Regions from separate parts of the Zea mays genome. Here region 1 is linked to region 2. The links are chromatin contacts, called in public Hi-C maps. All regions are on one chromosome and are shown on one strand. The core of a region is the stretch at or near the end of the contact, and the rest is flanking DNA. Distances in the headings are between cores, read along the strand shown. Region 1 holds the start of LOC103630408. Region 2 holds the start of LOC100284820.

What was found. A called contact is a pair of places that touch in the nucleus more often than the background predicts.
Region 1: a Hi-C map of bundle sheath shows a contact between it and region 2, with 2.2 times the contacts expected there. The contact joins the promoter of LOC103630408 here to the promoter of LOC100284820 in region 2. A contact is called at or near these places in 9 of 25 Hi-C or Micro-C datasets (bundle sheath, ear, leaf and 3 more) and 1 of 3 datasets of contacts at active chromatin or transcription factors (leaf).

Annotation. Positions count from the first base shown.
Region 1 is chr6:160,967,538-160,972,127 of Zm-B73-REFERENCE-NAM-5.0, forward strand. It overlaps LOC103630408, which reads left to right and starts at 2,610. Exons shown (of 4, transcript XM_008651461.4): 1 at 2,610-3,066; 2 at 3,153-3,634; 3 at 3,733-4,045; 4 at 4,174-4,590. The coding sequence starts at 2,947.
Region 2 is chr6:160,796,743-160,801,439 of Zm-B73-REFERENCE-NAM-5.0, forward strand. It overlaps LOC100284820, which reads left to right and starts at 1,491. Exons shown (of 12, transcript NM_001157715.2): 1 at 1,491-1,747; 2 at 1,876-1,970; 3 at 2,044-2,101; 4 at 2,263-2,457; 5 at 2,730-2,809; 6 at 2,896-2,978; 7 at 3,292-3,343; 8 at 3,442-3,510; 9 at 3,734-3,820; 10 at 3,905-3,969; 11 at 4,063-4,166; 12 at 4,326-4,675. The coding sequence starts at 1,636. The coding sequence ends at 4,354.

The DNA of each region.
Region 1 (4,590 bases), core at 1,360-3,859, 170 kb after region 2:
AGAGATATAGACATAGATCGTTATTGTTATCTTCCTATTCCTATTCTTATTTTCATATTTATAGAAAAAAGCAGACTTCAGAACAGAAGTACTTCAGGCGTCATACCTAATTCATGGACTAAGGATTAGACATAATGTTCTGCTTCATGTTCAAGATGAACTTGATGTGCGTGATGTTATCAAACTATTTAGTGACACTCTTCAGAAATCTGGAAATCATATTATCAATCACATGCTGCACAAGCCGAAAATATCTGAGAAGTAGAAACAAGCACGGATAGAAATAAGGACGGTAGCAGTAAAAGTTACGAACAACAATCTAGACAATACTCGGTCAAACATACCTCAGGTTACAAAATCACTCTCATTTAACAATAGATCTAGAAACGTGTTGGACAAATATCCAGATTTCCTTAAATCCCATTCTAGGTCTTCAAACCCCATGAAATTCAACAGAGTGACCGTAAGGCATAAAAATTCCCACCCAGCATGTACCTGTGGTTGTTGTTGGATACTTGCCTATAATTATGGCTGAAGCATTACGCTTCCTAAAATAGATTAGGCCCCCTTTGAAATGCTAGAAATTTTCCTCTTTTCTATATTGTTTTTATTTGAAATGCCAGATCTAAAATGGTTGATTTCTCCGTCTCAGACTAAACAACTTTTTGAGTTCCAAATTTTATAAAAAACATTATACATACACAATATGGAATATTGTATTTTATTGACTCAAATAAGACTTTGCAGCTACAAGGAAGTGGTTCATAGTGGTGGGGGAGGTGCGCATAAATTGTTGGCAATATTGTGAATAAACATAGGTAAGTCATCCCAAAACTACTTCACTGTGACAGCATTTGTGACAGGTCGCAGAGCATGGCTGCAGGCAGATAAAACAGAGCAAAATGATTGCAATACTTGTGGTTTCTTCAACAGAGTGATAATCATTGTGCTTCAAAGAAAGGAATGGTCACTATTTGGGATGTAGCTACTAAGCTAAATCGTTTGGTTTCTCTGAGTGATTTGCTTATCAAGTTTGTTAAGCCCATGTCATATACAAGCACACCTAGCATATTCTCTCATGATCTAATTGGCTACCTCATTTTTATAAGAAAGATATATTGAGATATATAAGTACTAATCGGCTGTCGCCATCCCTAACTAATTGCCACTCTACACTCTTGTTAGCATCTTTAAAATGTTAAAGAGGCTTACATACCTTAAAAGTATATAGTCAAGAGTGGGTAAGAGGAGTTGAAATGGTGTCTTTAAGTTTTCTTTTAAAAAATCAATCTACAAGAGATCTTGTGCCCATATACAGGAAATCAGTACCGATTGTGATTTTGCAAACAGTTGACATAATCACTCTAATATTATATGCATTAATTAGCTATGAAAGGAAAACAAACAAGATATAGATTCCAGAACACGCACAAAAGTAACATTAGCGTGCAAAAATGATCAAATGGAAGTCACATACTACAAGGCAATCATGCAATACACCCGTATGCACCAGAAGCGAGCTCCAAGCTGCAAGCAACTATTGACATACATTATATATGGGATATACCACTGTCCAGTCATCTATCACAAAACACAGCATGTAATAGTGCATCAAGAACTGAAGAATAGAGTCGTATGAAATCGAATCACAAATGACTGTTAAGAACAGTAAATAAATCAGTATTGCAGCAGGATGGGGCAGCTGCAGCCCGCGTGCTACGGATGGGGCGGAGGGCGGTGTGGGGAACGCGGGCAGAGGTTGGCGAGGGCCGGTGGTGAGCGCGTGTCGAGGCGAGGGCGCGAGAATGGCGGATCAACGCGATCTCGGGGATCGGCGGGCGCGGCGGACGAGATTGATGAAGGAGCACGGGGGAGAGGTCGATCGACAGTGGAGTGTGGATTTCGGGAATCGCGTGGATCACACAGACTGCCTTTCATGGAGATCGTGGGCGAGTCGGGGAGCAAGGAATACTCACTGATCCCCGTCCAAACCTTCAGATCTCCTGCCCCCCAACGAACAGAACGGGATCAAAAGAAGCAGAAACACGGGTATTGTACCTGGCGGGGCCAATGGCTGGCGGAGTCGGGGGCACGAGGGAAGAGGCCGGTGGGGTAGAGAAACGCGCACAAGCAGTCGAGTGCTACGCCGACCACTACCGCCGCGGCGATGCAGGACCCCCGAGACAGCGGGCGTGGACAGGTGGGGGGGAGGGCGAGGGCGAGGGCGGAGCCATCGATGCCGCGGCGAGATTAGCGGGGGTGGGGGGACGAAGACGGTGTCGCGTGCGTGACGTGGTGATTAGCGGGGGAGGAGGGTGGAGCCGCGTGGTGAGGGTGGTGGTGGACGTCCTCCTTGGCCTCTTAAGAAATAGTAAAGATAGCAGTTGTTTTTCACAACCACAGTCTAACCAAACAAACACTAAGATTATCTTCAGTGGACTGTGTAAAATAGAAGACGCAGAACTGTAGAAATATTGTTTAGTATTGTTTGTAAAGTGAAGTTCAAAATTAACCTAAGATTGGCCTTAACTCTGCAAAACCTAGAGCCGGCCCGGCGTAAATCAGAAGGGTCCAGGCGTCCAGCCGGGCAACCGCCAACCGGCCGAGGACTCGAAGCACAAGCACCACACTACCACAGTCATCACGGATTCATGGCAGCACGTGAGTACATGGCGAGGGCACCCCACAACCACACCGGACGCGGCACGCTGGCGGGTGGTTGGCAAAAGCCAAAGGGTAGGCTTTCATCGCCTCCGCGTCGCGTCGCGTCGCGTCGCTTTGGATGCGACTGACAGCACGAGTCTCCCGAGACCTGAGTCCTGAGATGAGAAGAAAGCACTAAAGCAGAGTGGGATGCCGCGGTGAGGACTGAGGACTGAGGACTGGACGCGCGGCGCGGGTGCGCGGCTTCGGAGTCCGCTAGACTACACCACGCGGGTTCGGCAAATGGGGATGGCGGCGGACGCGACGACGGCCATGACCATCGACTTCCTCCGCGCGCGCCTCCTCTCCGAGCGCTCCGTCTCCCGCGCCGCCAAGGAGCGGGCCGACCACCTTGCCAAGCGGGTAAATGCGCGCGCATTTCGTTGGCTTCCTGCCTCCTCGCATTCCCGGCTTAGTCAATAGTCACCGAGCCCGTCGCCGCAGTGCAGGTTGTGGAGCTGGAGGAGCAGCTCCGGACGGTGACGGCGCAGCGGCGCAAGGCGGAGCGGGCGGCCGCGGAGGTGCTTGCCATCCTCGACTCCCAGGGCTTCGGCCGCCTCTCCGACGCCGCGGACGATTCAGGCTCAGAGTACGAGGCCGACACGGGCGATCCCAATGCCGTCGAGAGGGACGGAGGCGGCGGGAATGCAGCGGAGGACGCGCTGTCGGGGTCGGAGCTGGGAGCCCCGGCGGCGGCGGCTGCTGCCTCTGCTGCTCAGGCCGGGGGCTTGTCGTGGAGGGGCCGCGCCGCGAGCCCCGAATGCGAGAGGCGGCGGCCGCAGCACCAACAGCACAAGGGCAGGCAGCTAAGGCAGAGGCACGGCCACGGCCACGGCCACAGGAGGGGTTACTTTTACTGCCGCGCCGCGGATTCGTCGCCCAAGTACCACCCAGGGCAGTCTTGCCGGAAGATCAAGAGGAAGGAGCTGAGGTCCGGGCGTTGCTCATTGCTCAAGTTCCATCCCAATTGCTGGCATGTTATTGTGCAATTATCTGGCACACTCACACACATGCTCTTCTGATTGACAGATCTCAGACAGAAGAAGAGGAGGGCAACGACAATGCAGTGGAGAGCACGGAGGACGGGCAGGAGAGATCAGATTGTACTGTTTGCACTGATCAACCGGCTGATGTTGATGGCGAGGTGAACCAAGATGGGCATGGCTCTTCTAGTAATGGAAGAGGGGAGGATCGTGATGATCTTGCCATGGTATATGAGAAGGATGGGGAGATGGAGAGGGTACTCGAGAAGCAGGCTGAGCTAATTGGACAGTTCGAGGCTCAAGAAAATGCTCAGAGGGAGTGGGAGGAGAAATTCAGCCTGAGCCGGGATTCAGTTATGGTACACACTTTCCTTTTTCAGATATGAAACATTTTACTTAATACGAAGTTCTTTCATTTGACTGTATAAAAAATAAAATGAGCTAATATTTTCATATTGTCCACTCATTTCTGCTCTCCAACTTCCAGGATAATGTTAACTTATTAAACAACAAGCTAAATCAGGCTGAAAATGCTTGTGGGAGGAGGGAAACTGCTCGGGTTGTAGATAAAGAAGTGGTTTGTGAACAGGCAAGATCAAGTGACAATAATTTCCATTGCATCAACGACCCCTCTGAATGTCTACCAAATGGCCCTGTTTCAGAATTGCCCCAAAATGTAGCCAAAGATAGTGTTACTGAACACCGGAAATTTGATGGGTTTGGTCATGATTGTGTAGTGACTGCTGCAGCAGTAATTTCAAGCCACGGAGAACTGCAGGTTAGGAAGGATGTGCTGACAACTAAAAGCTATCCTGAAGGAAGTGGCAATAATCTTGGGAAATCAGCTCTACCACCACAAGGAAGCTGTGGTAGCAGACTAAATGCAGGACATAGAAATGGTCAA
Region 2 (4,697 bases), core at 241-2,740:
AGTGAAGTTATGTTAAATTGGAAGCAACAGAACTAGTCATTTATTTCGTCAACGAAGTAGGACATAAAAAGATATTTCAGAAATGGGACTAATTGTTACTCTTATAACACGTTTGGATCGTGTGGATTTAAACTAATATCTAGAAGTACCTTTTATTTTATTATTAAATTACTTTTCTAGACCAATGTTTAAAAATAAATGCACATCTACTATTTTGAGGAGTCAAATATTTCAAGTTGTTTTTTCATACAAAATAGTATCAACAGTTATATATCCAAACAATTTTACTACAAAAGAATATATGATAAATATCAGCATGTTTATATATAGTTGGTTAAATTTAAGATTGGTTGATCAGAGATGCGAACTTATTTTAGAACAGGGTACTGGGTGCGTAGCTACAGTTCTTCCGGTATATTCCGTTCTGCTGTGAAGTTATTGCGGCCGCTTTCAGTCCCAATCATTTCCATCCACCAAAGAAGTTTCCCCAACACAAGTATCCTGAAGCTTAAATTTAGGTTGAGGGACTGGTAGAGAGGGGTACTGCCTTATTCCTAACACTGGTAAGAGTGCGTAGCAGGTGTACTCGAAAACATGAGTGCGCCACTATATAGGATGCTGGAGAAATCCTATCGTAAAAAAAAAAAACAGATTTCGATGCTTTCAGTAGTACTATAATTTAGAAACATTTATTTAAGATAGTTTGGTAACACTATTTTTAAGAGATTTTTATTTTTTTAAGGAAATTAGTTCATTTTCATTTGAGAAAATAGAAAACTTTTTAAAAAAATGGAGTTGTCAAACTAACCCATAGTTGGTAAACTCTCCAAAAATAGTGTCTAATGAAAAATATTTGAGAACCGAAACATTACTCTCCAAAATTACGTTGGACCACAATGAGACAAGGAAAGACTTTTGGGCGCTCATATAAAGTGTCTCCGAATTTGGTTATTCGCACAGTAAGACAGGAGAGTTATGGTGGACCACAGTATTTGCTATACGTGCTTGTTCCCAGCATACCAGTATGTCTGATATTCAGGCCCTCTCCTTTCTACAGCCTGCCCTGAATTTCGTTCAGCAATCTCCGTTTGAAAAAAAAAACTGATTAGGACATGTACAAACAAACCTGACACATCAGTTCGTTTTTAAGTATAAGAGGTGGCTAAGATATTGTATGATATAATTCTAAGACGCTGATTATAAATACAGATAACAGATATAATGTGTGTAAAATCCTAAAGAGATGAGTTCTTTACGAAGACGAGTTCTTTACGAAGAGCCGTTAACCCCTTATAAACCCTTTAAAAGACTCTATATTAAATGAGACCCTTATCACCACCGAATAAACTTCCGTGAAGCACGAGATCACGACGGCAGGACAAGCTATTTGCTCAGCCGATGACAAGATCCCCAGGTGGGCCAGGTCGCACGTCGCTTGGCACATGGTGCCCCTAACTACCCGCGACGGTTAGTTTATTGCACGCCGTCCACCAGCCGGTCCTGCGCTCTCGAGTCGAGACTCCACCTTCCATTCATTTCATCTGCTCCATCTCCCTCTCTGTTCGCCGGCGTATAATAAGCTTCCCCTTTCTGCAACTGATCTGATCCGGGCTGCCGTGAGCTCTGCTCGTCCTGATGGAGTTCAAGAGGGATGTATGGAGCCTGCTCCTCGTGCTGCTCCTCGGGCAGCTCGTCGCCTTCTCCATGGCCGCCTCAAGCTTCGCCTCCTCCCTCATTGCTAATCTTGGTATTCAATCTTTCACCTCTCATTGAGCTGACCAGAATACACAGACTTGTTGGTGTCCATGGTAATTTACTTGATGATTCTTATCTGGATAGTGGTAAATTTTGTTACTTACCATGAACATCGTGCAGGAGTCGATGCCCCACTGACACAGTCTTTCTTAGCCTACCTGTTGCTGACCTTAGTCTATGTACCAATCGTCCTGCGTCGACGGCAGAAGCTGCAAGTAAGAGTAGCTGCATCAGCTAACCCAGGAAACTGTTGCGATTCATAGCTCACTGTCTTGAGTTGTCTTGCAGATAGCTTGGTACTGGTACCTAGCTCTGGCCTTCTTTGATGTACAGGGGAACTATCTTGGTGAGTAGTACAGACACGCACTACACAGTCACAAGTCAATGAAGTTTTGTTAGGTCTCTCTTGCTGCTACTGAGTAGTACAGACACGCACTACACAGTCACAAGTCAATGAAGTTTTGTTAGGTCTCTCTTGCTGCTGCTGATCGACATCTAATGTCCCAGTTGTGAAGGCGTACCAGTACTCATACATTACCAGTGTGACTTTGTTGGATTGCTGGACTGTTGTATGGGTCGTCATGCTCACCTGGTACGCACTGGGCACAAGATACTCACTCTGGCAGTTCGTGGGGGCAGGGACCTGTGTGGCAGGGCTCGCCCTTGTGCTGCTTTCAGATGCAAAATCTCAAGATGAGCAAGGTAAGCTACTCCAGGCATCCTACAGTTCAATTAGAAAGTCAACAACATTTTGAGAACTCGGAAATCGTAGTGCTAGGACTGTCCATACCATCTCCCTTAAAAGAAACGGTAGCAGAACAATCAAGAATACCAATACTAGCGGTGCATAAGATTGCAATGCAATAGCTGTAGATGTAAACAAGGCTTTATGAACGATATGGTCGAAATATACCTTTAGTTTCTGTAGTTACATAATTGTTTACTTCACATGTAAATCTTATTTTTTTCTGCAGATCCGAAAAAAATACCACTTCTGGGGGATGCCCTTGTTATTGCTGGGACAGTTGGTTTTGCATTTAGCAATGTTGGGGAGGTTAGTCATGCAACACATGCATCTGCTGCTATCAGCAACGGTTTCTCACAGTGGCAATAACCATTTCATTTTCCTCATATGTGTAGGAATACTGTGTCAAGAAAAAGGATAGAGTTGAAGTTGTTGCAATGCTTGGTCTCTTTGGGTTGCTGATCAGCACAGCGCAGATGTATCCTCAAAAATTCATTATTAGTTATATAACCTGTATAGCAAACTGGCATGATCTATTGGTAATCACATACATTGCTCTATTTCGCAAGGTTAAACTCTTGCCACAGTTTTCCTGGAACAAAAAAGTAGTAACTGTGTAACCCATATTAATCTTAAAAATTAGTTAAATAAACTGGCATGATCTGTCGAATGACATCTATATATTGTCTCCCTTTTGTCAAGTTAAACTAACAGCACAATTCTTTGGAACAAAAGTTGTAACTATAAATATGACCCAGGTTCTTGTAATCTTTTAACTTGATGAACCTTAGACTTGTATTTGAAAGGAAGGGCCTAGAAGCAGTTACATGGTCTCCAACAATGGTAAGAAAAGTACATTCTACCGTGAAACTCCCCATAAACCTCACTGATTTTATTATCTGGAAACTCATTCCTGCTTTTGTCTTTTTCATTTGTTCCAGATAAGTCTGTTTGCAGGATTTGCAGTGGCAATTTTCGTATTCTACACAGTTGCTCCTTTCGTTCTTAAGGTTAAGATCTCCAACATGTCAGGCATGACATGAGCTTCACAAGGAGGAGGCAACACTAGAAACTTAGGCCCTGTCAAATGGTTATGGTTTATTAAAAATAAACACAGAATAATGGTGATCTGTTTAAATAATAGTGGTTGACTAAATATTATCAGACTTTTTATTGTAATTTCAATCAGTTGAATAATAGTTTAGCTTTTTTTATTTTTGTGCTCTTTTGCAGATGAGTGGAGCTACATTGTTCAACCTTTCACTGCTAACATCTGACATGTGGGCAGTCGCCATTCGAGTTTTATTCTATCAGCAAGAGGTGATTTTTTCTAAACCCAGAATACTTGTTCCAAATGGTAACATATTACCCAATATGCTCACATATTTCATATGCAATCTACAGATAAACAGGTTGTACTACCTAGCATTCGCAGTTGTGGCCATTGGATTAATCATCTATTCGTTGAAGTAAGTCTGTATATACCATCCTAGATAATTTGCAGATATGTGACTCAATGGTTGCAGAAACCTAACAGAATTTGTTTCTTGTGATATATGAAGTGATAGATCTTCAGATGATGAAACAGCTGGAAGTACAGAAGCACCGGCCCAATATCAGCAACTTCCAATTGAAGACAATTCAACAAGAATTGGTTCTAGTTCAGGTAGCCAAGAAAGGACACATAAGGAAGAAGTTCATATCTGTTAGTGGGATAATAATGTATTAATGTACGAAGACACTTCATTGTCAATGCATGGATTTTTACCAAATCAAATATGGCATAGAGATATGCAGAGTAAAATGCTGGTTGCTTCATGTATAGGAAAACGTTTAATTGGCCCAAGAAGCTAAGCAAGATGAGGAAGAGAATCAGAATTAATTTTCTTTACAAGTCAGTCCAGCAGATTATTCACAAGAGCAGACCCATTGCTGAAGGCTCCCGCATCAGTGAGATCTAAGGAAGGGATAATACATCGGGTCAAAATGATCTTTGACTAGGGATTGTGAACAATCACAGCTGGTCTGCAAAGCATAATAGCAACAGTATGAACATGTAAAGGGAGTTACTAGTCACTAAAGCTCTTTCAAGAATTGTCTATGAAGGAAAAAAAATTCTAGATAGTGTATGGATAGCTTACATGCTTTACTGGAATGCAGAATTATGATTTAATGATATTTTCTATATTACTCATTG